Regions from separate parts of the Mus musculus genome. Here all the other regions are linked to region 2. The links are chromatin contacts, called in public HiChIP or PLAC-seq maps. All regions are on one chromosome and are shown on one strand. Each heading gives the region's core, a stretch centred on a gene start, on an enhancer-like site or on the middle of the called end of the contact. The rest is flanking DNA. Distances are from core to core; before and after follow the strand shown.

What was found. HiChIP or PLAC-seq counts read pairs in DNA pulled down with a chosen protein or histone mark.
Region 1: a contact with region 2 is called in a BATF HiChIP or PLAC-seq map of CD8 T cells, with 6 read pairs. The contact joins two enhancer-like sites. A contact is called at or near these places in 1 of 39 promoter capture datasets (hippocampal neurons) and 2 of 115 datasets of contacts at active chromatin or transcription factors (CD8 T cells and heart atrium).
Region 3: a CTCF HiChIP or PLAC-seq map of CD8 T cells shows a contact between it and region 2, with 6 read pairs. The contact joins two enhancer-like sites. A contact is called at or near these places in 1 of 15 datasets of contacts at CTCF or cohesin (CD8 T cells) and 1 of 115 datasets of contacts at active chromatin or transcription factors (differentiating embryonic stem cells).
Region 4: a contact with region 2 is called in a BATF HiChIP or PLAC-seq map of CD8 T cells, with 6 read pairs. The contact joins two enhancer-like sites. A contact is called at or near these places in 2 of 115 datasets of contacts at active chromatin or transcription factors (CD8 T cells and regulatory T cell precursor).

The regions. Positions count from the first base shown.
Region 1 is chr16:52,090,184-52,097,690 of GRCm38.p6, forward strand. All of the region lies in intron 3 of Cblb (Casitas B-lineage lymphoma b), which reads left to right. Among named protein-coding and RNA genes, the nearest start is that of Gm23513, 11 kb to the right of the region's middle. Within about 2 kb of position 4,703, at least 113 of the 459 cell types and tissues checked have an H3K27ac peak or open chromatin away from gene starts, as enhancers often do. A contact at or near this core is called in CD8 T cells, where this site is marked.
Region 2 is chr16:51,746,002-51,752,875 of GRCm38.p6, forward strand. No RefSeq gene overlaps it. Among named protein-coding and RNA genes, the nearest start is that of Gm29686, 240 kb to the right of the region's middle. Within about 2 kb of position 1,285, at least 4 of the 459 cell types and tissues checked have an H3K27ac peak or open chromatin away from gene starts, as enhancers often do. A contact at or near this core is called in CD8 T cells, where this site is marked.
Region 3 is chr16:51,312,217-51,319,193 of GRCm38.p6, forward strand. No RefSeq gene overlaps it. Among named protein-coding and RNA genes, the nearest start is that of Gm32431, 260 kb to the left of the region's middle. Within about 2 kb of position 3,550, at least 8 of the 459 cell types and tissues checked have an H3K27ac peak or open chromatin away from gene starts, as enhancers often do. A contact at or near this core is called in CD8 T cells, where this site is marked.
Region 4 is chr16:52,060,089-52,067,892 of GRCm38.p6, forward strand. All of the region lies in intron 3 of Cblb (Casitas B-lineage lymphoma b), which reads left to right. Among named protein-coding and RNA genes, the nearest start is that of Cblb, 32 kb to the left of the region's middle. Within about 2 kb of position 1,328, at least 228 of the 459 cell types and tissues checked have an H3K27ac peak or open chromatin away from gene starts, as enhancers often do. A contact at or near this core is called in CD8 T cells, where this site is marked.

The DNA of each region.
Region 1 (7,507 bases), core at 3,453-5,952, 350 kb after region 2:
GGCGGTATTCTGAAGACCGCCATGATTTCTGATGCTCATTTGCATGAGAGGATCATCACATTTTTTTTCCCCCATGAAAGCCTAAAATAAAGAACAAGATGGTAAAAAGAACATACTCATATATGCCCCAGGAGCATCTACAGCCAATCTCTTCTCTGAGGCTAGTTTGTTATCGTTGTGCGCTGGGTCTAATTGCTTCAAAGAGCACTTTTGTTGTCCTGACTGGCTTGACTACGGGGATTCTGTGGTCTGTGATGCCCAGCTATGGGTGGATGGCATTGAGTGGCTTCACTCCATATTCACAGCCTCAGAAGGATGTCTGGAGCTTCCCTCCACCTGTCTGTTCCCTCAGTAAGTTTGGTTTAGGACATTCACATGGTTGCAATGGACTTTGTCACAGCAGAGAAGGAGACTCATCAACACAGGGACTTTCACGATCTCTGTTTCTCTCTCGTAATTGTTACTTGGGCTGTTTAAAGGTGCCTTGATTTAAAGGTGGAGCAGTGGTCTTTATCTCTATATAAAAGAAGCAAAAGTAAAATTATAATTAATTCATATAGGCAAGAGAGGAGCTTGTTACTACTTTGTGATTTATTCAATATATATTTGCTGATGGATTACAACTTGGGATCCTTTAATGAACAGAAATGGCTTTAAGGCAAGGTGGGTAGCCTTTGAGAATCATAGGAAGGGCATGGAGGCCTCTGTGGGAAGAAGTCTGACTTACCCCACCGTCCACCCACCCACCCCACCGTCCACCCACCCACCCCACACATAAACACTGGCAAGTGTCTAGGGGCTGTAACATCTAGCTACTGCTCTGCACTGGGGATCAGAAGTTTGCATAAACTCTTGTCACTGAAAAGGAGCACTAAAGCGGAGAAAGGGTCAGTTCTCAGTGTTGAAAGAGGAAGTCGTTCCCCCACACCTAACCTCAGTCTTCAACATCTGCTTCTGACTACAGACAGGGGGGGAGGACAGACAGAGTTAACTCTCCCTTTACTCAGCTCTTGTCCCAAACAGTTTGATCTGTTTTTATTGCGGTTCGGGGGTCAGATGTTCTTGTTAATACTTGGGTAGCTGGAGAGGAGAAAGTTGTAGTAATTCTTTATGGCTTTCTGAGAAGTTACAATGCCACATACCAACGTTTTAAATCTGTGGATAGGGTAGGATTTAGTCATTCCTTTATGAACCCCAAAGGCAATAAATGATTATTAAATCCAGTGTGCTTTTGTGTTGTTTCAGAGATAAATCAAAACAAGAACCCTGTGAAATGGTTCATTCATTTACCTAGTGCATATTTTATTTTGTTTTAAAATTGCAGCCTACTTATCTCTGTTTAAGTAATAAATGCATAAGGGCAGAATCCAGATTGATGTGGTATCCATGTGATTTTTAAAAACTGCAAGTTTAGGAAAACATTAAATAGGACCTTATTTCTTTATTCAGTATAACTAAACGTGAAATAGTGTTTTTTTTTGTTTGTTTGTTTTTGTTTTTGTTTTTTTTTGAAAAGCAGGTGCTTTGTAATTTGAGGAGATGGTGCTAATCTAGCTGGCCTCTCTGAAAGATAAAAGCCTACCTGAAAATTAGAATAAGCAGTAGTTGGCATGGGCTAGCTGTGTTTGTGGCACTGGAAGGGAGCTCAGGGATTAATGGCAGCTGCTCTCATCCTGATACATATGTTCAAGGAAAACGCCCTTCGCATCAGCTTCATGCATACATGAGCGTCAATTAGGGATGTCTATGCAAGAGAAATGTGTACTGATAAAATCAGCTGTTGCCCATGTCTGAATCACATTAAAAATTGACATACATTACAAGGTCAAATCAGGTGTACTTATGCCTATATGTTTTACATATGCATATCACCCATTTGTCAGCATTTTCATGGGTTACTGAATTTTTATTGAATTGGACTTTATAAATTAGCTAATTGAACTTGTCAAAGGGAAGACGATGAATTAAGAAAATATCCTATAGTATTCAGCTAGTCACCACAAAACTGGAAGAAAAACAACACAACAAGCCAGCTCTCTTTTCAGCTCTAGGTGGCAAGACTGCTGGGAAAGTGGCTGGTAGGGACCTTGGGTCCCAGGGTATGTTCCTGAGAGTTCATGAAGGCACATAATGTCTCCGCTTCCTTACACAATGAAAGAGAAAAATGGATCCGTCTGTCTCCCCTCTCTGAGACCTTGCTGAGCATTGTTTATGAGATGCTTTCTTTGCTGCAGCATGTCATTGGTTGCAGTTGGCTCACCTTTGATACTATGCAGAATTCTGCCACATTCGGTTTCTCTGTGCTGTTGATAGACATTGGTCTTGGGTAGTGTTATCAATGTGCTTGTGTGGTTTTTGTTTGTTTGTTTTTTGTTGGTTTTATTTTTTTTGATGAACGCACACATATTTATGATGGATATCCGTCTGTCTGTCTATCTATCTATCTATCTATCTATCTATCTATCTATCTATCTATCTTTCTTTCTTTCTTTCTTTCTATCTATCTATCTATCTATCTATCTATCTATCTATCTATCTATCTATCTATCTATCTCTGAGTAAGATTGCTGGGCTGTGGAACATGGATGCACATGTATGCATTCTTGTTCAATAGAATATACACATATTTTAAATACATCGTCATATGTGTACATGATGCCTGCTTCTAACAATTTGAGCACTTAAAAAATGAGTTGTGTCTTTTTAATAGGCTAGCTCACAAGAAAGCATTTTCCTTTTGCCAGGAAACAATAGCAGAGTAAGTGTGACCTCAGTGCACCTGGAGGCTCATCCAGTCCGTGCTAGTCTTCAGCTGTTTAGGGACATTGTGTTGACCAGTCACAGAATTTCTGAGTTTACAGCTGTACGTCTATACTATGAAAATAGAAGCAAATTACTTCTGAGGTTACTTCTGTCTACAGCTTTGAAACTAAAAGTGTCCTGACAGAAGATTGCAAAAGAATTTGTAAATATCTGCAATCTCTGAAGGAATATAACTTCCCAGCAAGGATTTTTGGATATTTGAGGTATTCAGTTAGCAAGTCTGACTTCTGGTAAGAAGTTAATTAATGTGGCACTCTGTTAAAATAATGATTGTTCTACTAACATTGCTAGAAGTTTTACATCATATTCAAAATTGATCAAAAACAAAACCCACAGTAAATTCAAATACTTTGGCAACTTACAATTTAATCTCCCCACAAGTGTGTGTTTTGTGTTAAATGCCTAATGAGTTAGATGTGTGCTTTCTTACAAGTCTCACTCTTCAGTTCTGCACGTGTACCCCATTGTGACCTTTTCTGACATCTAACAGGTCGGTTGCCAAGTTGAAAAGTCATGAGCTGCTGTTTCATAGGGAAATAGCAACCAGTTGCTAGCAGGGCATACTTAATTTGGGTGTGGTGGAGCTGACTTTGACATTTTTCTTTCAGCTCTTTCTCTGAACTTGTGTTTGTACCTAACTGGATTCCACGACTGTGGAAGTACACCAGAGCTCTGCTGGACACTTGGGAACCCACCCAGGGCTTGCCTGTGCCCAGGACTGGCACTGGTGGATAGAACGGGCATCGGAGAGTCTTCTGTGAGGCTGAATCTCTCCTCAGTTAAGGCACACATTCTTCCCCTGCAGCCTCTAGCCTTGTTCTTGCAGCATGAAAGCATTCTGTAGTGACAAAGAGATTATAGGTCCCATGCTCACGTGTTTGATGGAGAAATAAACAGGACTCCTGTGTCACTTTCCCTTATTTCCATTGTTGAGCATTTGAGAGTCCTGTAAATAAAAGCATCTGGACCCAGTGGTTTATAGAAGACTTCACCAGTTGCTTTATATTCCTAGCTGTGCTTCCTGCACGGCTGACTGGCGGAGGCTTAGTTAGTTTTACCCTTGATTTATTGCTCTAAGCTAGCTCTACCAAGAATGTCTTCCTGCCTTTCACATTCTCTCTTTTAGCTGTAAAATGGACTGGCACCTCCCTTAGGATTTCTTAGCAGCTGATTTCAAATTCTGCTACTCTCTTGTCTCTTTTGACTCTTGTGTGTCCCCCACTCCACCATAGGCTACACTAACGTCTTTCTCTTGATTATTGTCCTCCGGACAAAGTACGGTAGCAGAGCTTGATTGACATTTTCCCAGGACATTTGTTGGAAGGGGTAAGCAGGGACAGGGGAACTTGCCAAGTTCCCTTTATTACTAAGCTAGAAGGAATATAATAGTGGGAACAGTCAAGTCTAGGAAAGAAAGTAGGTGTGCATTTACAGGTGACAGTTTTCATGTATCATTGCCACATGTCACTTGTTTTCCTTCTTTGGCAAGGCTAAGGTTAGGAACAGCCATACTGGGTGGATCCCTTGCACTTAGGCATCTGAAATGGTAATGGAAAGTGATGGAGCTGATTGAGAATTTGCTCCTTCCTCAGAAAGCTGTAGGTGAGCCACAGGAACCCCAGAGCAGGAATGCATGCCCTCTGCCAGTCGGAGAGAAGCTAGACATTTCCCAGTCCTTTCTCTGACATCCCACAATGGTATTTTATCAGAAGGTTCTGAAGTATCACCCAGCAGAGACTTACAGGATTAAACTGGGGTGTGGTGATTTGGGGATCAGCCATCTGATGCTGGTATTTACAAAAGTAAAAAGTACAGACTGTCCCAGGACAAGGCCTTCAAGTCCTGTGGTGAGTCTCTCTGGCGATTGAGCAAGAGGGGTGACAAATGAAAGTTCTGTAAGCCTTGCCCTTGAAGTCCCAAGTTGAAACTAACACACTGTAGAACAACCGTGTTACCGCCCACGGGTGATGTGATTGGGCTTCTAGCCTGCTGGCCGTGTCACCAAGGGGCTGATAGCTGTGGAGTGAAGGAGGGCCAAATGAAACCTCTCACATATCTTCAGGGTCTTAGACCTGAGGCTACTTTATATGCAGTCTTACAAGAAGAATGATAGAAAATGAAAGATTTAAGTGAAAATTGTAAATTCTTTTGACTTCCTGTCTAACCAGTGATTTTTCCGATGTCAGACTTATCGTATTAAATCCGCGCCCTGACTTAGTAGCTTTGAGGTGGGGCCTCAGACTCTGCATGTCTGTAGCTCTGAACTGCTGGGGATATTGCTGGCCTGGGCACCCAGTGTTGAGCAGTATTGTCAGACATTTATTGAAGCAATATCCACACTGCAGTGTTTAGCGTCCCTTCTTTCTCCCTTGGTGTACAATGGTTTCTAAATGATGACATATGTCATTCTCTGTGGTAAGCATTAGTTGTCTTATTGGAAGAACACTGATGAAGCTCGACCTTGGTGAGGAAAATTTAGATGCAACAAGCACACTTCCTGTCCTTTCTGGTTGCACACTAGTGCAGGCGCATGCCAGCACTACACTTCCATACAAGACAATCAACAGCCGTCTAGAAATTGGAGTTTTGTGCTATAGAGTGACACAAGAACTGTATATAGGAGACACAAAACTCTTAGTGAAACACTACAATACTCAGCTACATTCTGTTTTTTAAAGAACAATCTAGACCATAACTTAGAGAGTTAGGCTGGGTGTGTACTTGAGAGCTTAGAAGACATTCCCTGCCTGGAGCCTCTCCAAGGGTACGTGATAGGCTGCTCTTGTGTGTTTGCACTTGATTGTGTTCAGCCGAGTATTCTATTTTCAGTCATGAAGAAAAGGATTTCTTCACCACACTAGATGTTTGTCTGTTGACTCATAACTGGAACTGAGAGAATTACTGTGGTATCTGAAATGAAGACACATCTTTTCAGAAGTATATTGGGAATGGGGTGGTGGTGGTGTTATCTCAGGCTCTTTAAGATGGTGATAACACCTTGGGCTGAACGTCTTCAAGGCAGAACACCTGCTCTGTGTGCCTCTCTCTGTGTGTTACTGTTTTCATCTGCTTGCTTTCTTGGTCTGTTAACTGTAGAATGAGTTCTAGCAGAGACACGGAGGTTTGCTTTGTGTTCCCCCTCAAAATCCATCTACAATCTAAAACTTTAGAAAGCTTCTTCAACAAAGTTGGTAGGTGTGCATAAAGATCCAAGGGTTCCTTGTCATTAAGGTCTTAGTTGTGAAACAATGGATGGAAGTAATTTCTGCAAGTCCCTTCTTAGCCCCTGACCATGCACGCCTCACTGCTGGAATCCCAGTGACATTTGCAGATGATGCTCCAAGCTACTGTTGGGTGAGAAGATGGACAGGCCTGGGTGGAGAGATGACTTTATTTCTGTTGTGTGGTCTTCCTGCTTTACCAGCCTTGTCCCTTCATGCCTGTCACTTCTGCTCCAAAACCTGCTGTATCCTCAGCCTCATCTACTCCTGCAAGCTTTTTCTCTTTGCTGAACTGTCAGCTTTCATGTGTCATGTTCTCCCTCTCTTCTGCCTTCCTAACCCTGTCAGAAAGGCTTCAGGGCGCAGCAGGCTCTCCTTGACCTCCTGTAGTCCAGAAGCACCCTAACTGCAGCCCAGTGAGTCGGAGTTGTATGTTTTGCTCTCCCAGTAGTTATTAGACTGTAGATCAGTCAGCAGGGAGACTGGTAGCTTTCACCCTCTGTGGCAGTGGTGTAGAGTAGAAACAGGCTCCAGCAAGTTCTCAACGAATATCTATTGAATGAATAAAGGGATCCAGGGTGAGTGGCCTTCCATGTTCATAGATCACAATTTCTAAGCATGGTTCACCAGTCTGAATGTACAGAGAACTGACATTTTTCTAAGGTAAGATTTTAGACAAGGAAGCATAAGCCTGTGTTGAGGTGGGGAGAATATTTATTATTTATTATTACTATTACATTTAATATTTCCTCATAGTCTAGTCTCTGTTCCTCTCCCGTTCTGCCACCCTCCAACAGTTCCTCATCTCATTCCTCCTCGCCCATCTCCAAGACGATGTCCCCACACCCCCACATTCCCCCACACCCCACCAGGTCTCCTCATTTCCTGGGTCCCCAAATCTCTCAAGGGCTAGGCATGTCTTCCCTTACTGAGGCCAGACCAGGCAGTTCTCCGCTGTATATGTGTCAGGGGCATTGGGCCAGCTAGTGTATGCTGCCTGGTTGGTGGCTCAGTATCTGAGAGATACTGATTAGTTGAGACTGCTGGTCTTCCTATGGGGTAAACTTCCTCCTCGGAGTCTTCCAGCCTTTCTCTAATTCAACCACAGGGGTCCCAGTCTTCAGACCATCGATTGGGTGCAAGTATTTTCCTCTCGCTCAAGTCAGCTACTTGTTGGGCCTCTCAAAGGGCTGCCATGCTTAGCTTCCATCTGTAATCACACCACAGCATCAGTAATAGTGTCAGGCCCCGGAGCTGACCCCTGGGATAGGTCCATACTTGGACCCGTCACTGGACTTCCTTCTCTCCAGTCTCCTCTCCATTTTTGTCCCTGTAGTTCTCCAAGACAGGGACAACCCTAGGTCAGAGTTCCTGACTTTGGGATGGCAACCCCATCCCTCCAATTGATGCCCTGTTCTTTTTACTGGAGGTGAACCTCACAAGTTCCCTCTTCCCATTGTTGG
Region 2 (6,874 bases), core at 35-2,534:
ATAGATAGATAGAATGATATAACCATAAATATATGTGTATACATGTGTGCATTTGAATATACATATAAAATAGAAATTCAAGATTGAATATTTTCATGTTTATCTATAAATTAGTAAGTCTATGATGTTTATGAATTATTATTTATAAATACTCAGTTTAAGAAAATAGCACTTAGGTCTAATATGTCCTATGCTTTTTTCCTTTTCTAAATAATAACTAGATGCATCAATAATCAACCAAGATTAATGGCCCACAATCTATACCTATGCAATTCTAACATCAAGTGCCTCTGCTCTACCCTCAACTACATCTTCATTATTAATTGAACAACGGGAAAAATACTTAAATAAATTAGCACTTATGAAGGACCTACTAAGTGCTAGTCAAAATCCAGTTATAATGAAGCCCTTTGGTTTTTTGCACATGACAAAATATTTGTTCTTTAGTAAAGCAGTCATCACATCAAAAAGTGATCCTAGCATTTTACAATACTATAAATTGGTGATGATCTCCCATAAATGTGATAAATTTATCTTGAAGCTTTTAGTTGGTCTCCAGTAAAATAATATTTGCTTATCATTAGTGGTCCCAAGAGGATTGTTCAAGATGCAATTTCTCCACTGTGTCTATTCTGTTCCAAATTTGTTGTTACATCTGATAGCCTCCAAAATAGAACCATCTTACTGGCAGAAGATACTCACCACGTCTTGCCAGTAATTATGAGACACTCTGCACATATGATTTCTCCAAAGCAATATTCCTTTGGGTGGTGTCATTCAAAGATCTTCAAAATGTGTAGTTTCATATTTTCTAGATTACTCCAAAACTATCAAGCAGAATTTTAGTACATGGAATTGATGTACTGTATACTCCTTATCTACGGGCAATATGTTGCAAGATTCCAGTATTATCCAAAACTGTAAATATTACCAGATACTACTACTCATAATGTCTTTTTCTGTAACCTAATATCTATAATAAGGATTAGTATTTAGATGTAGTAAGTGAGTAATAGTAATTAATAAAAGTGACATTGAATAGTTACAACAGTAATCTCTGTTAACAGATATGTGATATTCTCTCTCTCTCTCTCTCTCTCTCTCTCTCTCTCTCTCTCTCTCTCTCTTTCTCTCTCTCTTCAGTAGTGCTACAACATACAGGTGGGCTATACCAAGTACATCATAGTCATTTGAACCTGAGCCTTGTGAAACCACAGTGGTCAACCTGCCACCCAAGACAGCTACTTAGTGACTAACAGGGAAGATGTTTGTAAAGTGTGAATTTGAACAAAGACCTGGTGCAGGCCCTTGGCTAGTGGAGCAAAATGGTATAAGATTTCATCATGCTAGTTAGAACCACACAGAATTCAAAACTCACAAAATATATCTAGAACTTGACATTTATCACTTTTAAACCATGGTTGACCTCAGAAAACCAAAATTGTGGAGGAAACCATGAATAAGTGATGAATAAACAGACTTATGATGACAGACTCAGAATAGGAAGATGAAAAAAAAATAGAAGAGAATACAGAAGAAAAAGGAGATTCCTGCCCAGGAGTCTGGTTGAAGTCTGTCACAAGCTAGGAATAAAACTTCCAGCACAATTAACAAACACTGCTGTGATTTTGTCTATGGGAAATATAGTATCTCATTTATAGAAAGATAGTTCTAGTGGGAATATTAAAATATTAATTAACCATGCTTTTGGCCAGAGAGTATATTATCAAGTATAGACTTTCCTCTTTCACAAACCATAAGCCTACAATTTTGTTACAACCTCACAAGCAACATAAACTCCATTTACATTAGAAGGCATGTGTTAGCCCCCCCTCCATGTTTGTGAACCCTCCTTTAACAAATGCTCCCCAGAAATCACCCAATAACTTATTTACAAAACAAAGAACAGCAACAAAAATTAGTTCTTTCAGAAATCCTTTAAACAATGTGACTTCAGAAGCCACCCAAAACACCAACATTATGTATATGGCTCTTAAAACATTTATGTATGACTCTTAGGTGTGTATTTTCTTAAGTATGTATTAATCCATATGCTTAAATCTATATTAAACTTTCTTCCTAATAAATTTCAACTCTGCTTCCTATTGACTTATCCTGAAATTCTTTTTTTTTTAACCTCAGTCAAGAATCTCACTCCCCCTGAGTAGAAGTCTCTAAAATGAAGTTTACAGGTAGCATGAGGATATAACAATGTCTTCTGCTCCCCCAGCTGCTGATGTTATACTGTGAATACATACCATGTGATCTTGATCTCTCAAGGTCACAGAATGTACTTACACAGTAAGCAGGATGGAATTTCTAATGGTTTTGTTTGTTTGTTTTAATTTCCACTTTGACACCTTGCATATGAGAAAGATCTCACACAAACATAGTTAGAAGTGTTCTATAGTTTGTTGAACTATTTCAAGCATTGACACAGTTCTAGAGAAACTCACCAGGGTTATTGCTTTTTGCCTTTTCACATTGATACTTCCTAGTAGTAATTCTCACAACTGCTTCTTACCATTATAGGTAGAACAATAATATGAACTAATCAGTAGCCCCCCCCCCTCCAGAGCTCGTGTCTCTAGCTGCATATGTATCAGAAGATGGCCTAGTCGTCCATCATTGGAAAGAGAGGCCCATTGGTCTTGCAAACTTTATATACCTTAGTACAGGGGAACGCCAGGGCCAAGAAATGGGAGTGGGTGGGTAGAGGGGGGGGAGATATAGGGGACTTTTGGGAAAGCATTGGAAATGTAAATGAAGAAAATACCTAATTTAAAAAAAAAGTTTTCTGTTTCAAAAAATTTTTAAATGGTTAAAGAATATTCAATATCCCTAATCATCATGGAAAAGCAAGGCTACACTGAGATTTCATTTCATCCTACTATACCACTATACCACTCTAGGACATATACCAAAAAAATGCTAGGTAGCTATGGTCAGAGATAATTATGCTTCCATGTTCATGGTGGATCCATCCACAATACTCAGGAAATGGAATCAGAGTTGAAATCCACCAATAGATGAATATAATATGGATGGATAAAAAATGTAGTATAAGTCACAATGGACTTTTGCTCAGCTGTAAAGAAAACTATAATTATGAATTTTATCAGAAAGCACTATACTGAGTGAGGTCACCTAGGCTCAAAAAGGCAAACACCATTTGTTCTTTTCCACACACAGGTATAGCTTTGAATTTTTAGATTTTCATGATTAATTTGGAATGAATGTATACAGAGGCCAGTAGCCTAGAAAAGTGCCATCAAAGGTGGGAAAGAGAAGGTGTAAAACATGACATAAAAATATGCATTCTGAAAGTAGAGGAAGGGGCTATTGGGAATGGAAACGTGTCTACAAGGATCAGAATGGAAGAAGGAGAGAGGAAATGTGGGAAAAGTTTTATGACAATTACATATGAGTGATAAATTCCTGAGAAACCTACTGCTTTTCCAGCTAGTTTTTAAAATGTAAGAGAAGTCAAGAGTTGGAACAGATGCAACCTGTATCCATGGACAACACTGTTTCCAGAAGCTATAGAATGTTAATCACTAATCTGAATACCAGATCTGGGATACTCCTTCCCTGAAACCCACAGTGGCTTCCCTAAATACAGTCTGTTAGCATTTCTCTTGCTTGCCTGAAAGGCCCTATTGCTGAGGACATTACACACTTTGATTGGGGCACAAAGCTAGCAGTGAACTGGAAGCCACCTTCCTGCTGGCTAGTCTTGGTAGTCTTCAAGGTTTTATGGAGGCTGCTGGAGGAAAAAAATCATTCATGATCTTACTCAGCAATGGACTTGATGTGCAGTAATACTGATCTTTCAGGCAAAATGTGACAACTAGCGAATCTATGCCATGATTTTTATGATGATAACTAATCACACTCTGACTCCATTTGAAGTCTGCTCCACCAAAAAGGAGCCACGCCCTGTGTTTGAAACCTGGTCAAAATCTTGTGCCTGGGAAGTTCATGGTCTCTAGAGGGGAACATGCTAGTGATGATTTCTTTTCCCTAAATGGACTTTCCTATAAATATTTATGTTAGTATCTATAGATGAGTGTGACTTTTTATACTTGATCAGAGGCATGTCTCTTTATAATAGGTTGTGATGAATATAGAGTTTTATGAGGTGGAAAGGTGATGAGATTAAGGGCTTGTTAGGTGCTGATCCCTAGATGGGACATTTGGGTCACACCTTCTACTGCTCAGAGAATGGTACAGATAAAGGGGGAAAATAATGTAAAAGTCTGTTACATATGTGTGGAAACTGCTCTATTCTTTTCTGATATGGTTGCTACATCTATAAAACATAAGCAGGGATGGTTACCTACACAATACCTGTACAAAACTGGACAAAACTCCATCATGGATAGGGATTTCATGATGGCCCTCATTAGCAAGGCTGAGGAGCTTAAGGTACCTCTGATGGATCATCTAGAGTCAGTTGATTGAAGCAGGAAGACTCACATTAAGCATGGGATCTACTATTCCCTTGTCTAGGCTCTTGAACTGTGTGCATCAGTTTCCTCTTCACGACTATGAAGGCAATGTGACTCACTAGCTACTCAGGCCCCTGCTGTTGTGACTTCCTCTATGATAGATGACATCCTCAAACTGTGAGACAAAAGGGAACCTTTCACTCTTGGGTTGCCTTTCCCAGGCTATTTTATCATAGTAACAGGATAAACAACTAAACACCACGCTTCCTCACTTCAAACCATCAAAGTTTCAACAAGGAATATTGTCCATCTACTCGCAGATAAGAACACTGAACCCAGAGGATGTAGATACATTACGATAGTACAATTTGTTTTATTTGTGACTTTCAAATAAATAGAATATAAGCATTAGATGAAAATTGGCATCTCTGTTTTGCCCAGGTCCATGAGTTGGTTAACCACATTCACAAGCTGCTCGTTCTTCCCAGCACTTATCCTCATCCTCTGAGAACATCCTGAGACTAAAACTTCTAGAAAGGTTTCTGCATGTTTGTGAGTATAACTATTGAGAGAGATCATGTGGAAGACTTTTCTTTTTGCAAAATTTTAACATTTGTTTCGACGTACTTCATAACCGTTTCACTGAAACTGATTAACAAAATGAGTCAGCAAATTTATCTCCAAATACATGTTCTGAGGAAAAATATTAGGAAGAAAAGAAAAAAAGACTCACATGATTACCCGGTTTGTATCTCCTTCTGCCTTAAGTAGGAGGGTCTGTAGAGACTATCCTTGCCTTAGAAAACGATAAAAATTTCACACAAAACATATTACCACATGTATGAAGGTCAAGAACACAGGAAATCCTATACTTATGTTTTATTTGTGACTTTCAAATACATATGCACACTAATTTTCATCACAGCAAATAAGAATGGGACATCCAAAAGGAGACTTGATCGTTATTTCTACTTAATTCACTTAAGGCTTTTTGTTTGTTTGTTTTAATTTGATTTTTAAAAGGGTCACATACATACATGTTCAGTGGGCTTTGAACTCTTTTGAAGCCATTGGCAGATGAAACCAATATATTATACAAATACTAATTTCATTATTGCTCTTTTCTTTATTATAATCATTTTCCCCAATGGAAAAAAATTAAGCAAATAACTGTACATCTGGAGAGCTTGTGTTTTTATTAGTGTTTTAATGATGTTCATGAAAAAGACTGAAAACTCATAAACTGTCTACTGGAAATACATAACATATGACAATATTTCAAGGGGCTTTTTTTTTAACCACTCTAAAAGCTTTCTTTATGGCATCATTAAAACTTAAAAATATAAATTTCTCATCAGAAAAAGTAAATCCCTAAAGAGTTTCTGTGCAGGATAGCCTAAGCGTGTGAAATAAGCCTTTGTTCTTGGGCTTCACTTTGGCAAATTCTCTTGGTTGGGCTCTTGTTCCCTAGACAACTAGCTAATGAAAATATATATATTGAAGTTGAGATGACAAAGAGGCCAGCCCGGGGAAATGAGCTTCCTTTTCTCACTCGCTCAGCAGTTCTTCCTCCGGGATGGGAGCATCTGGCCTGACTGATTCAGCTGCTTCCACCTGCCCAGAGGCGGTTTATAATCTAATTTCTAATCTAAACCCAGGGTATCACAGCTGTGGAGACTCTCAGGCAACCTTCTAGTGAAGAATTGCTTTGCTTTTGTTTGAGACTAGAGTGATCGCTGGAGTTCCCAGCAATCTCGCTATTGGGTTTTAGAGTAGAAACAAAGGCCCACACCCCTGGGAACCCAGGGCTCTGCTGTGAGCCCGAGACAGGACAAATTGAGGACATGAGAAGGAAAAGAACTCTCTCGTTCTGGGGTCTCGTTAAAGCCTTTTGTCGGCTTCCAACATAGAGTTAATATATGTCTTTCAAATATAGACTTCATATTTTTAAATAACACTGAATTGAGTTTAAGGCTTCCTTTCTTTCCCCCAGACATCCCCTGAGAGTCTTAAGCAAAACCTTCATTTCTTTATAGCGGAAGCTCTCCTACCTTCCTCCATAGCTGCATCCCGAAACCTCCACCCTGAACCACCCAGTGATAAGACCAAAACTTAAAACTCCACCAAAATCCTATGTGACACTGTCTTAAAGCAATGAGCTGCTACAATCCCCTAGGGAGCTTGTACTCACACTTGGGTAAGTCTTTTTTTTTTTTTTTTTAATATTTTTTTATTACGTATTTTCCTCAATTACATTTCCAATGCTATCCCAAAAGTCCCCCATACCCTCCCCCCCAACTCCCCTCCCCACCCATTCCCACTTTTTGGCCCTGGCGTTCCCCTGTACTGGGGCATATAAAGTTTGTGTGTCCAATGGGCCTCTCTTTCCAGTGATGGCCGATTAGGCCATCTTTTGATACATA
Region 3 (6,977 bases), core at 2,300-4,799, 430 kb before region 2:
GATGATATTATAAAGTAAGTAAAAGTTGGGGAAATACAGAAACTGAAATAAGATGTCAGTAATCAGGTCTTAGTCACCAAATGAATTGATGTTAAAATAATCATTAAGGTTACTATTTACTGAGTATTTCCTACTCTTGTTCTAGGTACAGATAGGTTTCCTACTGTCACATTCCCCTACACTGAGATATGGCATCATGGTTTTCTTTAGCCAGTGGTCATGAACACAAGTGCTGTGTGCTTTTTTCACATGTGTGGTGTTTAGAATCGAGCTATGAAGTCATCATGCTGAAATGAAATGCAGAAAACTCATATTGAGCATTTGCCAAGTAAACATGCCCCATGTTAAGCTAGGGTGAGCTGGCAATTCTTAACTTGCATTGACCTAAAACATCCTAAGCTATACATGTTGCCTGATGTTCCTGGTTACACAATGACCACACCGGGCCCATTTAGCTTGGGTGAATTCATTCACTTATTACTGAGACCTTATTTCATGGCTAGATTCAGAATCTTAAGAAGTGCTGCATTTTCAGGCATTGGAGATTGGCTTCATCCAGAAAAACTCTTTGGATACTTATTAGAACATGAAGGCATTCTTTGCAATTACAAAGCAGAATAGAGCAGTAGCTGTCCCTCAGGAGATTTGAAGCCCATGTCAGTAATTAGTATTAGACATATCTTTAAGAGCCACTGCAGTCACTCTTAAATAGCACTTATCTTATTGGAATCTGAAATACTAGGTAGACAGAAGAGCTAACACTTTCTAGGAAAGGGCAGAAAAACACTCCACTGGGACTGGAAAATGAGAGATATGGTGGACTATTCAGCCTGAGAGTGGTGTGTATGGAATTAAACCAATTTGTGGGTGCTGGGTGGGTGACAATGCAAAAACTGCTCCCGAGGTTTGTAGTTAACTGTAACCCATACTGTCCCTCTTGTTTCTTTCTTACTCAGAGCTATGCAGATCTGAAGCTGAATGTGCGACATAGCAGGAAGTATTATTGTCATCAAGGGTTACAGGCTGTGTGTTTCTGCCCTGAACTATAGGAAACCCAGTATCTGGCTGGCAAACGTCTGCATGGGCACTCACTGGTCATTATCACGAGGACCAATTTTCATCTATTATTATTGCTGTTACAATGTTTCTTCCTCAGTTAGCTGCAGTTACGCCTCCAGTGTTTTTGAATGTTATTGCTTAATCTTTACTTTTTTATGAATTTAGAAATTACAAGAGAAATCAATGGAAAAGAAAGCGGTTTAGCCACTAGGTGAGGTTAGTGTCTACTTGGCCTTCTTGAGAACCACTTTTAAAACGTATAAGCTTCCACCACATACACAAATAAATTTGTACTTTGGAGAAAAGGACTTTATTCAGCATTGTTTGTGAATTGTGATACCCTCTCTTTCAACATTGCGTGCACACCATTCTCAAACAAAAACATTCTCAAACAAAAATTTCTGTGCAGTTGGTCACCATGATACTGTGGAGGGAAGAGGGGGGATAGCCTAATACTATGTTCACAAAAAAAATATGAAGCATATTTGTTCTCTAAACATTTTTGTTACTGCTGAAATATTGGAGCCACACGCTAATTTTTCCTTCCATAATAACCTCCTATAAAGTACTAGAAACTTCCAGCACTTGGTTCTTTAGAAAATGGGTACTAACAAGGTAACAAGGTTGTATTTGTTCTGTGTTGTTTTGTTGTATCTTTTAATTGTTGAGGATGCTAATCTGAAGAATGGGAAAGCATCTTCTACCCCTGGGGATGAGGCTGTTCTTAGACTGAATTTAGACTAATCAAACGCTAGAGCCAATAGCTTGTCAGAAATGCCAAGTATGCTTAGGTACTCCGATTGCCTTATATCCCCTAAATCTCTATAGTCTATGTCATACCTTAAGGTCTGCTTTTCAAATCATTAGCCAGAAAAGATTAACGAGACAAAATGTTTTAGATAGGTCCTCACCAAAATTTGTTATGGAAATATAAAAGAATACTACAGAATTCATTGTATATCATAATAATTGGACAACTTTTATTGATTTTCCTCTTGAATGGTTTCATAAATGTGTGCAATACATTCAGTTTTCCCCGTTAACACACGAGATTCAGGGAGATTGACTGATTCGTCTGTCCAGATCTACTGAAGTTGAAGCGGCTTTCCTCTATGGGCTATGCTATGATCGATTCATAATTCTCACAGATGAACTACAGTACCAGCCTAGGAAACAGTGGCCCAAGAAAGAAAAAAACACTCTAAGGAAAATTGTGATGATGAAGAGTGAAACATTTGGGAAAGAATATTCAAGTTTTCTGAAACAGAAACAGCTGGTGACATGGTTATAATATGTTATGTGAAAGTGCATAAAGGGCTCACTTACCAAAGGTAGCTAGAAGTCAAAACATACTAGATACTTCCACTGCCACCTCTAGCTATAAATTGCCTATGAGTATGGTGACCTCTGCTTTTAGGTCACCTGGAGTTGATATTTTCCATTCCTTGGGAAACACTTCCCTAAACACCTCTATTTTAGTTTGGGAGAGAGTTCCAGAAAATCACTCTGTACATCAATTCAGTCTCCCTCTTTGTCACCTGCCCTCTATAAACAACTTCCTGTTTCATATCATATCATCGCTGACTGTTATCATTGTTTGTCAAAAAAACAAAACAAAACAAAAACCAGATTTTCCTGTTTTCTCATGAGTTTAACAATCCTTCACTATGACATTTGATTCATGTCACTGTGGTCCTTGTAACTTACACTCTGAGGTCTATTTGCCATTGCTGATCCAAGTGGTGATGACTCTCAGGGAATCTGTACGATCCCTGATGGCAGACCTGAGTACAAAGGTAAATGCTGAGGATGCTCGTGCAGAGTAGAAATACCCTTCCCTTAGGTCTCTGGGACATCAGGAAAGATGTTTTACCTTTAAAGATGTACTGTTAACAGCCTCCATTCAGCTTGGACAGGACCAGCTTCCACTGTCAGAGTGTTCTCAAGCTGATGGTTTTGCCTATTTATTTATGCTTCCGGACAAAAAGAATAGATCCATAGATGTTTAGCGATTGAATTAATCATTCCATTAATGAAAACAGTTCACATTCACGTTTATTTCAAGACAATTACACACACACACACACACACACACACACACACACACACACACACAGGCCCAGATACAGAGAATGCACTTGCATCTATATTACACTTGCTTATATATAGGGAGGAGAAAGAGGAGGAGGAAGAAGAGAAGGAGGAGGAGGTTTTAAAAAATCATACTTCTTATTCTCATGTCCCTCGATAGTTTCATTAAATTGTACTATTTACAACTATAGCATGCCTAAAATATCACTTGAAAGATGTAGTATTTTGTTTTCCTCCAAACTGACGAGGAAACCAGAAGCTCTCTGGTTCCCCAGATATATTGGAGAAAATCACATTTCTTTATAACAAATGATTCTAGCAACAGAATCAGCAAACTCCAACGGTACTTAGATGTTGCTTTTTCCATACACTAGGGGGCACTCGTGATTTATTCAACGCTACTCTTAGACTTTTATTAAAAATTCAGTGTTGCCAGCAACTTTTTACCTTTGAATGGGCAGGATGGAGTAACAACCAAATGTTCAAAAGATTGCGTTTAAGCAGAGAATGGTTAAAATATAGTCTCTGTAGCACCCAGAAGGAGAGAAGTGTCTATTGTCTACCTTTTTAGGTTAATACTATTCCCATCCTGAAGTTGTACTGAGTTCAAAGTTATTACTGTGTTACAGCAGATTCGGGCTGAAATTTGTTAAAGAAGAGATAGGTGATTAAACACCACATTTGTATGTACAGTTTTTCCTGTTGACTCTTATTTTATTTTTCTTTCTTTCTTTCTTTCTTTTTTTTGGGGGGGGGGCGGGAGCTTCTGTAGAAGGACAGGGTTTTTAATGATCAAAAACACGTGTATGTAGGCTACTAGAAGAAACTAATCGGGCTCTATTCATTTAGATTTAACGAGGTGGGATAAAAAGAAGTTATAACACAAGGGCAGAACAAATACCCAAGACCTTCATCAGCAAAGTTCAAAATATTAGAGAAGAAGCCCTAATTATGTGTATAATGTGTGCTCTGAAGCTTTGACAGAGGAGGGCGAAATTAACAGCAAAGGCAGAACCCACAGAAGGAAATGGAAAGAAGCTCCAATGTTTGCTGTGAAGGCTTGAAACCAAAGAAGCTACCAATTAAAAGCACTGACAGTAATTCCATGAGGTGTGACTAAGATAGCTGAAGCAACACTAACCAGAGGTCATAGTACAATCTACTTTGCGTGTATGTTTTTTTCATCATCGGTTGTTTTTAAAAATGTGTTTCACACTTCCCTAAAGCTTAGCATTAGTTTAAAGGAAGGAAGACTACTTAAAATTTTTTTCTTTTACTCATTTAATCTTCAATCAGGTTTTCCTGCCACCCAAATGAAGCTGTTGATTCTATCTTCATGGAGCCAAGAGTGATGACTGTCTCCTGTACTTCAGGGAACACTGCCTAATAGTGGACAAGGTCAGTTGTACTTTTTGCTTTTGTGACCCCTTAAAGAAAATGAGTCACAGTAGCCTTGCAAACCTGCCTGATCTGTACCACATGCTCTCAGCTGTCACTAGTAAAGCAAAGGCGAGCTGCAGATTAGACAGACACACAGCCATATTTAGCAGACACACAGCCGTGCTAGGCTGAGTGCTTGTGGGAGATAATAACTACTCACGGCAGCGCTGCCTCCAGGTTTGTCTCCTCCTGAATCCCATGCCACCTTCTTGCTCTCTTCTAAATTAGTTTCTCCTAAGCCCAATAAGCCTCCTTTGACCTGAAGTCATTCCTTTTGCTATCTGGTTTCTACTCCTACCCAGATGACTAGATTACTTGCTGACTTCAGGCCTTTTCCTGTCAGCTTCAGGAGATAGTGGCTGTTCAATGACAGGAATGTTTATAACTGTTTGTACACATCTCCTAACCTGGAAAGAAGGATGTAGCAGCTTACATAATAGAAATTTAGAAATGTATGTATATATATATATATATATATATATATATATATATATATACACACACACACACACACATATAAAGATTTATATGTTAAAGCTATACATATGTATATATAATAAAGCTGGTTATCTATATCTATCTATATCTGTAACTGTACCTATATCTACTTGCAAACAAATTAATAACTGAAGAATGGCTTGATAGAATCAAATAGTATTAAAATTTTGAGTTATTAAGTATTTACTGCTTTCCTGTCTCCATCTGCACCTGGGAGCTAAGGCAATTCCACAACCCTCTGTACACAGGCCCTCCAGGAGAGAGCTGGTCTCCCAGGAGTGAGAGCACTCCTGTGATCAGACGTGAGATCTCTGCTTTCTCTCCAATAATTGTCCAAAGTGGGATGAGCCAGCAGTGCACAGGGCACAGGAACAGTGGAACAGCTGAGACACGATCCTTCCATACTCCATCTGCACGCAGGAGCTAAGGTTATTCCACAGCCCTCGATACCCAAACACTGTCCAGGAGAGAGTTGGTCTTGCCAGGAGTGCTGACACAGGCTTAAAGGCCCACAGGAAGGACAAGCTACAGTCAGAGACAGCAAGACCAACTAACACCAGAGATAACCAAATGGTGAAAGGCAAGAGCAAGAACCTTACCAACAGAAAACAAGGCTACTTGGCATCATCAGAACCAGTTCTCCCACCACAGCCAGTCCTGGATAACACAACACACTGGAAAAGCAAGATTTTAATTAAAAAATCACATATCATAATGCTAATAGAAGACTTTGGGAAGTACATAAATAACTTCCTTAAAGAAATGCAGGAGAACGCAGGTAAACACGTAGATGCCCTTAAAGAGGAAGCACAAAAATCCCTCGAAGGAATTACAGGAAAACACAACCAAACAGGTGAAGAAACTAAACAAAACAATCTAGGATCTAAAAATGGAAATAGAAAAAAAAATAAAGAAATCACAAAGGGAGACAATCCTGGAGATAGAAAACCTAGGAAAGAGACCAGGAGTCATAGATGTAAGCATCACCAACAGAATACAAGAGATCAAAGAGAGAATCTTATGCAGACGATACCATAGAAAACATTGACACAACCGTCAAATAAAATGCAAAAATGCAAAAAGGTTCTAACCCAAAACATCCAGGAAATCCAGGATATAATAGAATAGGAAGACCAAACCATATAGGTATAGAAGAAAGGAAAGATTCCCAATTTAAAGAGCCAGTAAATATCTTCAACAAAATTATAGAAGAAAACTTTCTTAACCTAAAGTAAGAGATGCCCATAATCATATAAGAAGCCTAAAGAACTCCAAATAAACTGGACCAGAAAAGAAATTCCTACTGTCACGTGATAATTAAGACACCAAATGAACAAAACAAAGAAAGAATTTTAAAAGCAGTAAGGGAAAATGGTCAAGTAACATATAAAAGCAGATCTATCAGAATTACACCTGACTTCTCCCCAGAGACTATGAAAGCCAGAAGATCCTGGAAAAATGTCATAAAGACCCTAAAAGAACACAAATGCCAGCCCAGACTACTATACTGAGGCTGGTCTTCAATAACAACAACAACAACAAAAAAAAAAAAAAAAAACAATAGAAAGCACACATACATGTGGAAGCTGAACAACACTCTACTCAATAATAACTTGGTCAAAGAAGAAATAAAGGAAGAAATTAAAGATTTTCTAGAGTTTAATTAAAATGAAGACACAACACACCCAAACTTGTGGGACATAATGAAAGCAGTGCCTAAGAGGAAAAATCTTAGCTCTGAGTGTATCCAAAAGGAAACTGGAGAGAGCATACATGAGCCACTTGACAGCACATCTAAAAGCTCTAGAACTAAAAGAAGCAAATTCACCCAGGAGGAGTAGATGTCAAGAAATAACCAAACTCAGGGCTGAAATCAATCAAGTAGAAAC
Region 4 (7,804 bases), core at 78-2,577, 310 kb after region 2:
GATTTAATCTAGATAAAGAGCTTCTATTGCTTGGAAAGAGGTAAAAGGTAAAATTTCACATTGGAAACTAGCAAAAAGTCTAAAGTCGGTCATTTAGAACTTGTGGATAAACAATGCCACCTTCCTGAGATTTGGCAGCCGGGGCCAGTTCCGGGGCCAGTTATTTTAAAAGAAAGGCACGTGGGTAAATAGATTAATATCACTGCTGTTTATTGCAGAGTAGTCACAATTCAGGGCGCTGTCTTAACTGTGTGTCTATCTTTAGTGAAGTAACGTTTGTGGAAAAGTTAGAGGTGGTTACACACAGCGCCTCTGCCTGCTCCTGCATGCCCCGTGCGCATGCGCAGTGAGCATTCACAGCTCTCCCACTCAGTGGCTGGCTCTCTGAACCCCTGCGAGCTGTTTTCACTTCCTTTAAATTCTTATATTAACATTTCCTTAAAGACTTTTTGTTTCTGTTCTGTGCTGCGCTCATGACCCTAAATATACCAGCTTACAACAACTGGGGAATCCTCCAAATGTGCGCTTTCGACATGAATAACGTGGTTTTGTTTGGTCTGCATTATTGACAAAGGTCCTTGATCATAACTCGTGGTTCGCCTTGACAGAACATGGTTGGTCTTCCCTGCTCCAGATCCCCCTTAGAGTAGCAGGCATCGTGTTCTGGAAACTATCCTGCATTGCTGTTGATAGAATTTCTTGATGTGTAGGATATGATGTGAGAATTCCGTTAGATGTTCGGGAAAGTTCTCTTGTACCTTCTTAGTGTCTCTTTCCCCTTTATTCCTTTTAAAAGGCATTCTTGGAGGCTTGGCTCTGGCATTCTTGCTAACTATGCCTACCCCCTCCTTTTCTTCTGTATAAGCAAAGTGGCTTTGAGGAACATCTGAGACGTTTTCAATGTGTAAACAGCCTTTTAAAGAAATAGCTGCTGTGTTCTCCCATCACAAGCTGACTTGTAACACTTGAAAGACAAACAGAGGCCTGTGTGTTCTCTGTTATTGTTGCACCCCCTCACATAGCTGTCTGCGTTTGTCAGCAGTTTGTTTTGACTCATAATGCCAGGGAGGGGGTGGCTTGGTGTGTTTTTGTCAGTTATGCAGTGTAGGATGTCAGTTATCTCAAAGTTACCATTATGTTTGGCTGCTGTCCCTCTATGTAAAGAAAGCCTCAGCATTGGTTCCTGTTTCTCAGGCCAGTGTTGGGTTTTGAAACTTGCCCTTAAAATAAATGCCAAACTGTTTTTCTCATCTTGTAACCCTGGAGGTCAGAGGCTGGCTCTCTTGTTTCATTATTGTCTCGGTGACGTGTTTGTGGTATTTCCCCAGACTGGTTTGAGAACCTACCTGAACTGCCCTTTTCAAGTTCCCGTTGCTCTTCTAGAGTTGGGGATCTTGTGTATTCCAACAAGGTTGGAAACACTCCCAAATCAACATTTCATTTTGAAAGCGGTACTTTCAGACCCAGATGACTCTCCTACATTAATTCGTATGGGGACATCAACGGTTGTTGTACTTGACAGAGGCAGGGACCCTGGGCTTGACAGGGACGCCATTCTTCAAGAGAAAGTGTCCCAGGTAGCCTCTCCTAACATTCTTCCCATTTCCTTAGAACACTGACGCTCCCCCAGTTTTAGGCAAACTGTCATCTTTCCCAGCCAAGACCACCAACCTTAGGAAGTAGCAGGAGCTTTGGAGGTGAAACACAAAGGCAAATGCTATTGATCTTAGGCCACCAAGATTCTCATTGGATTTGAGTCAGTACAGATGTCTGCTGGCTCCGATGACTGCCCGCCATGTAAAGTGTCTGGCTGCCACCTCTGCTGTGTGTATGGCTTCATCCTAACAGCAAGTGCATACGCGTTTACTGCAGCCTGTCTCTTATGGGGGATTAAAATAGCCAGAAGGCCTGAATACCTAGCATTTTTATCTAGTATTTCAGCGATGGCGAGTTCATGGGGTGAGGGGTGAGACTGTGTTTGCTGTCCCGCCTCTCAAGCCATGACCTTTAACGAGGGGTTATTTTAGAAAGTTCCCAATTCACTGCGGGTCACTGGAGCTTGGGCAGAAGTGGGGATGCACGGCATTTTCATAGATCACCCAGCGGCTTCTCTACCTGAGCTGGAACTCATGGATTGTAAAGATTTCAAGCATTTGCCCTGAGTCTCTGTGTGCCTCCGAGTATTATCCATTTGCCAAAGGCTAAGCTGTGTTCACCACACCCCTCTCTTGTCATTCCTTAGTGTGGTGTGGATCCAGTTCACGCTCGCTGCTCCAGTCCTGACAGCTAACTGTGAGGCCTCTTCTGAATAGTCAGTGCCTAGGATTTAAGCTTTATTTTGTGTTTGTGGGAGCATCCTAGCTGATAGTTTAGACGTTGAACTCCGTCTTACACCTTTGATGTCCTACTTTGTTGAGGGGTGTTCAAGTCAGAAGGTTTCACAGATAAGATCTTGGAACCCAGCTGGGGGTCAGGAAAGACTGCTTGTGAGGAAATACTTTGGATCTAATGTTAACACTCCTGTCGGGGCATGGATTGGACTCAGGTAGAGAAGTGTACCACAGGAGACATTTAAGGACGTAGAGAAGCACTCCTAAGTTGGAGTCACGTGAGAACATGTTTTGTTGGGTTCTGAGTGTTCGATGGCTAAGCACTGTAGGGAATGGGAGACTGGGTGTACTGTAGGGAATGGGAGACTGGGTGCACTGTAGGGAATGGGAGACTGGGTGCACTGTAGGGAATGGGAGACTGGGTGCACTGTAGGGAATGGGAGACTGGGTGCACTGTAGGGAATGGGAGACCGGGTGCACTGTAGGGAATGGGAGACCGGGTGCACTGTAGGGAATGGGAGACCGGGTGCACTGTAGGGAATGGGAGACCAGGTGCACTGTAGGGAATGGTAGACTGGGTGCACTGTAGGGAATGGGAGACTGGGTGCACTGTAGGGAATGGGAGACTGGGTGCACTGTAGGGAATGGGAGACTGGGTGCACTGTAGGGAATGGTAGACTGGGTGCACTGTAGGGAATGGGAGACTGGGTGCACTGTAGGGAATGGTAGACTGGGTGCACTGTAGGGAATGGGAGACTGGGTGCACTGTAGGGAATGGTAGACTGGGTGCACTGTAGGGAATGGGAGACTGGGTGCACTGTAGGGAATGGGAGACTGGGTGCACTGTAGGGAATGGGAGACCGGGGCTTTGGATCAGGCTTTCCTTGTCCCTTCCTCCAGCCTTGATCATGGTCTTGTAAGTGGCAGACGTTTGCCTCCCGCCTGCCTGTACCTTGAGCTGCCCTTTATCTGTTCTAGTTAGCATGAGGTTGGGTGATACTGGCTTGCATGTTTGTATTTCACATGTTTCACCTTATTTGATGCACTCGTGTGAATCAACTTTGGATAAAGTTTGACTGGCAAATCTTGTGAAGGTACTTTATCGTGCCATGAATTAACTTTTTATTACAGCATGGAGAATATCTTTGGGAAAAAAAATACTTTAATAAGAGAAAAGGTTGCTTCTGCCTGTCCCAGAAGCTGTTAGAATTGGGAACAAAACACCCATGGCCTTACAGAGACAAAGTTTGGAGCTGAGACAAAAGGATGGACCATCTAGAGACTGCCATACCCAGGGGTCCATCCCATAATCAGCCTCCAAACACAGACACCATTGCATACGCCAGCAAGATTTTGCTGAAAGGACCCAGATATGGCTGTCTCTTGTGAGGCTATGCTGGGGCCTGGCAAACACAGAAGTGGATGCTCACAGTCAGCTATTGGATGGAACACAGGGCCCCCAATGGAGGAGCTAGAGAAAGTACCCAAGGAGCAAAAGGGGTCTGCAACCCTATAGGTGGAACAACAATATGAACTAACTAGTACCCCGGAGCTCTTGACTCTAGCTGCATATGTATCAGAAGATGGTCTAGTCGGCCATCATTGGGAAGAGAGGCCCCTTGGTCTTGCAAACTTTATATGCCTCTCAGTACAGGGGAATGCCAGGGCCAAGAGGTGGGAGTGGGTGGGTAGGGGAGTGGGTGGGAGGGCATGGGGGACTTTTGGGATGGCATTTGAAATATAAATGAAGAAAATACCTAATTAAAAAAAAAAGAAAAGGTTGATTTAGCTCTTGGTTTTGGAAAGTCATGGACATTGTCTTTGAAGTCACACAGTTCTAGTGAGGAGCTTGTGAATGGCAATAGGGGAGGCAGACATTAGTCTGAATTCCAGTCCTGAGTAGCAACAGAGAGAATGGCCATCACCAGTTGTGTTCTTCTTGGGAAAGTCCTTCATGACAACTTAATGGCCACCCTGTAAGCTACCTCATGCTCTAGTGGCCTATAGTTCATCCACTGTGAGCCACCTCTCAAGCTTTCAGGTTTTTTCAGCCCCTCCCACTACTGAGCTCTCATCAGACAGACCCTTAGTGGACTCTCAGGCCACAGGGAAAGCACACCGTGTGGTTTCAGCGCTGTGTTGGTTGGGGTAGACACGTGGCCTCACATTATAGCTGCAGGTGACTTTAGCTGTCAGTACCACAGGGGTTTATGTCTTATTTGGATGTCCTACTGTCTCTTTGTCCCTGAAAATACAAAGTCAGAGACTGTACCTTTTTATAGACTTTACCGGCAAACATATCAGAGTCTGTTTCTCTCATTTCTTCATTGGAGAAACACCTCCGGGACGGGTGGGGGAATGTTTTTAAACTAGTTTTCATCTCTTTTGTGATGCTTTGTAAGGCGGAAATTGTAACAGTATTACCAACACTTCCTGTGACAAAAAGAAAACAGTACAGGCCTTGGTAGTGCTGAGTTAATGGAAAGTATTATCTCCAGGGGAGAATAGTTTCCGCCAGGAAGGATTGCTTCCTCTAGGAGACGGAGTCCAAGGATCAGAGCATGTGGCCTGCAAACAGACAGCCTTATTAGGTAATTGTAGAGGACTGTCTGGGAGGTGGTCCACCGTGGTTCATGGGGTCGTTAACGTTGCTGCCATAGCCAGTGCTGAGTTCTTAGGGTTTCAGCAGTAGGACTGCGTGGCCGAGAAGGGCGATGGAGATTGTCAATCACTGCACATATTCTCTTCTCTCCATGCGCTTTCTTTTTAATATCCAATGAATTCGATTTCCCTGGATCAAAGTCCCAGTGAAAAGAAAAGCAAGTGAATATTCTCAGTAGTTGGACTTCCTGAGTGTATAGGTAATCCAAGTAAGTCCATGTACACTGAGATAGCCCTTTAAATCAAAATGGTCACAATGTTATTGGGCTGCTTTGAACTGGCGTTGTAGCAATAGTAAATGATTTTATTTCCTTATTAATTTTAATAGCTAGAGTTTCCTTTAGAGTAAGGGTAATCAGAAAATTTGATGATGTTTGGAAAATTTGAATACTGTCTCAGGCTATTATAAACTCAGATACTCTAGACTAAACGATGTGACATTTTAAAGCAGGTGTTAATTAGCTTTGAGAAGGTTTCCCTTTTGAAATCATGGCCATGCCACCAATAGTTAGAAGACTGGTTAAGTCCCCAGCAGATAGCAATCATTACAGTTGGAAGGAGAGACGGACAGGGTGGAACCTTGTGCTACCACGTGTTCTGCAGAATGAGGTAAGGGCCGAGGACTAACGCTGGCCTTCCTTCTTGTGACAAAAATGTGGGAAAGACCATTTCACCTAAACTTCCTCTAATAATGTGTAATTTGTCAGAAGTGACAAAACCACATTGGAAAAGCAGCCCACATTTCCAAAGTCCATATTTTGGGAGTTGTATAAAATCAGCCTTCTTAAATATGAGTTTTTGAATCACATTAGAGACTATCTTAGTGTCTCTTCTGCAGTTTGGACTCCAGGAATGGAAGGTAAATTTGATGGTTACTAAGTTGTTCTTCTTTTTTTGTTTGATTAGTTTTGTTTTGTTTTTTGATTGTTTGTTTTGTAATATTCAGGAGGACAGTTACTTAAGAATTGTAGTCACTGGCATACAGTAGCATTTCAGATCCAGACATATGACAGAGCAGTGCCCAGGAGGCTTCTGTTCCTGAGCGGCTGAACTGTTTTCTCACCCTCTTGAACACCTTCTGCCTGCTGCAATAGGGGACACCTGTTTCGTTCCTAGAAAATTTGGTGTGAAACACTCCTTTGACCTTTCTGGATGCTTGGCTAAGGCATCTTGTGACTGACGAGCCTTTCTTTTAAAAGGTAGTTTGTGTTCAGAACTGAAAGTCAACTTAAACAAGCATTTCAGTCAGTTACCCCCAAATGAAGATGTGGCATGTTTGTCTCAGGATCGAGAGTGACATTAAACCTGTTAGTGTCTATTTTTTTCTATTCAATTCCATGCTAAAAAATATGGGACTCACATATTATTTTTGTTGTTTGTTTCTAAAACTTCTACCTTTCACATGACTTGATGTTTAAATATTTCCTGTACGTAAAAATGAGTGAGCTTACTTCCTGGCTCATTCATTCAATAAATTCCACGTTATTTTTTACTGATGAGCATTACATGGCACTTTCTACTGCCAACTATAATAAAGGTTGGTAGTTGCTTCCAAGGTCTTTTTTCTGCCTACCCCTGTTCTGTAGGAAGTATTTTATACATCCTAAGTAAAGGGAATATTTCACAGGTTCAGATGGACCTAGTGTGGCCTGTGTCCATGTTCCCCCTCCATTCTCTCTTTCTGTCTCTGTCTCTGTCTCTCTCCCGCTCCCCCGCCCGTGTGTGTGTGTGTGTGTGTGTGTGTGTGTCTGTGTGTCTGTGTGTCTGTGTGTGTCTGTGTGTAGATCAGAGGCTAGTTTGGGTTGTTTTATTTTTTTCCCAGGAAGGCTCTCTAATTTGTGTCTTGAGACCAACATTGTCAATGGAATGTGGATCCAGGTAGACTAGGTGACCCGTGAGTGCCAGAGATCCTCCTGTTTCTTTCTCCTCTAACTACAAGCACACACATTCACTTTGTGCTTTTTACCTGGGTTCTGAGGTCCTTAGGCTTGTCTGGCAAGTACTTTATGGACTGAACTGTCTTCCTATCCCTTAACCTCAAGACCTCAAAGAGCTGAAAGGGAGGTGAGGGTACTGGCGTTCTTTTTCCCATTTCCTGATCCCTGCTGGCTCAAATATGAAGACGATTAACTAGTATCCCGGATTCCTTCAGGATGGCACGAGGAGTATAGGCACTTAATTATCCTGTGGACTCTAGAGGGAAAAGACATCAGTGTCAGACATTCTGTATTTTGTCACGCACTGCGAAATCTATGTGCTCAAATCTCTCTTCATGTTGACGGTGTGTGCTATTTCTATTACATTCTTTGATGTTCAGGTTTCAGATTGTATAATAATATATGAAGGCATTGTCACATGAAATATTAAGCTTTAGTAACTATACCTGACTTAAACCATAAGCAAGCATTGAGTTCATGAATTTTCAGCATTATATGTTGTGATTTTTATTAGACAGTTTTATCTAATGTTAAACCATTTGAAGACTATTTTCAGTCTTGATCGATTTAATGGCCCAACTGAGATTAAGCAGGGTGGTGTCTACCCACAATCAAGATCTCCTATCTTTTCATTCTCTATCTTCCTGTTGCTCTGCCTTTCTTTCTGTTCCTCTATGAACCTTTCCTTTCCCCATGTACATTGTATTGGGGAGTGGTAAGCGCTGGTATGCTCTAAGAGGCTACTTCACTCATCGGACTTAATCGAGGCCAGGTGCCTGGCAATCCTCCTGAACACACACACACACACACACACACACACACACACACACACACACACGCTGATCAAATTGAGTCAGCTGCTTGGGGAGCTTGCGG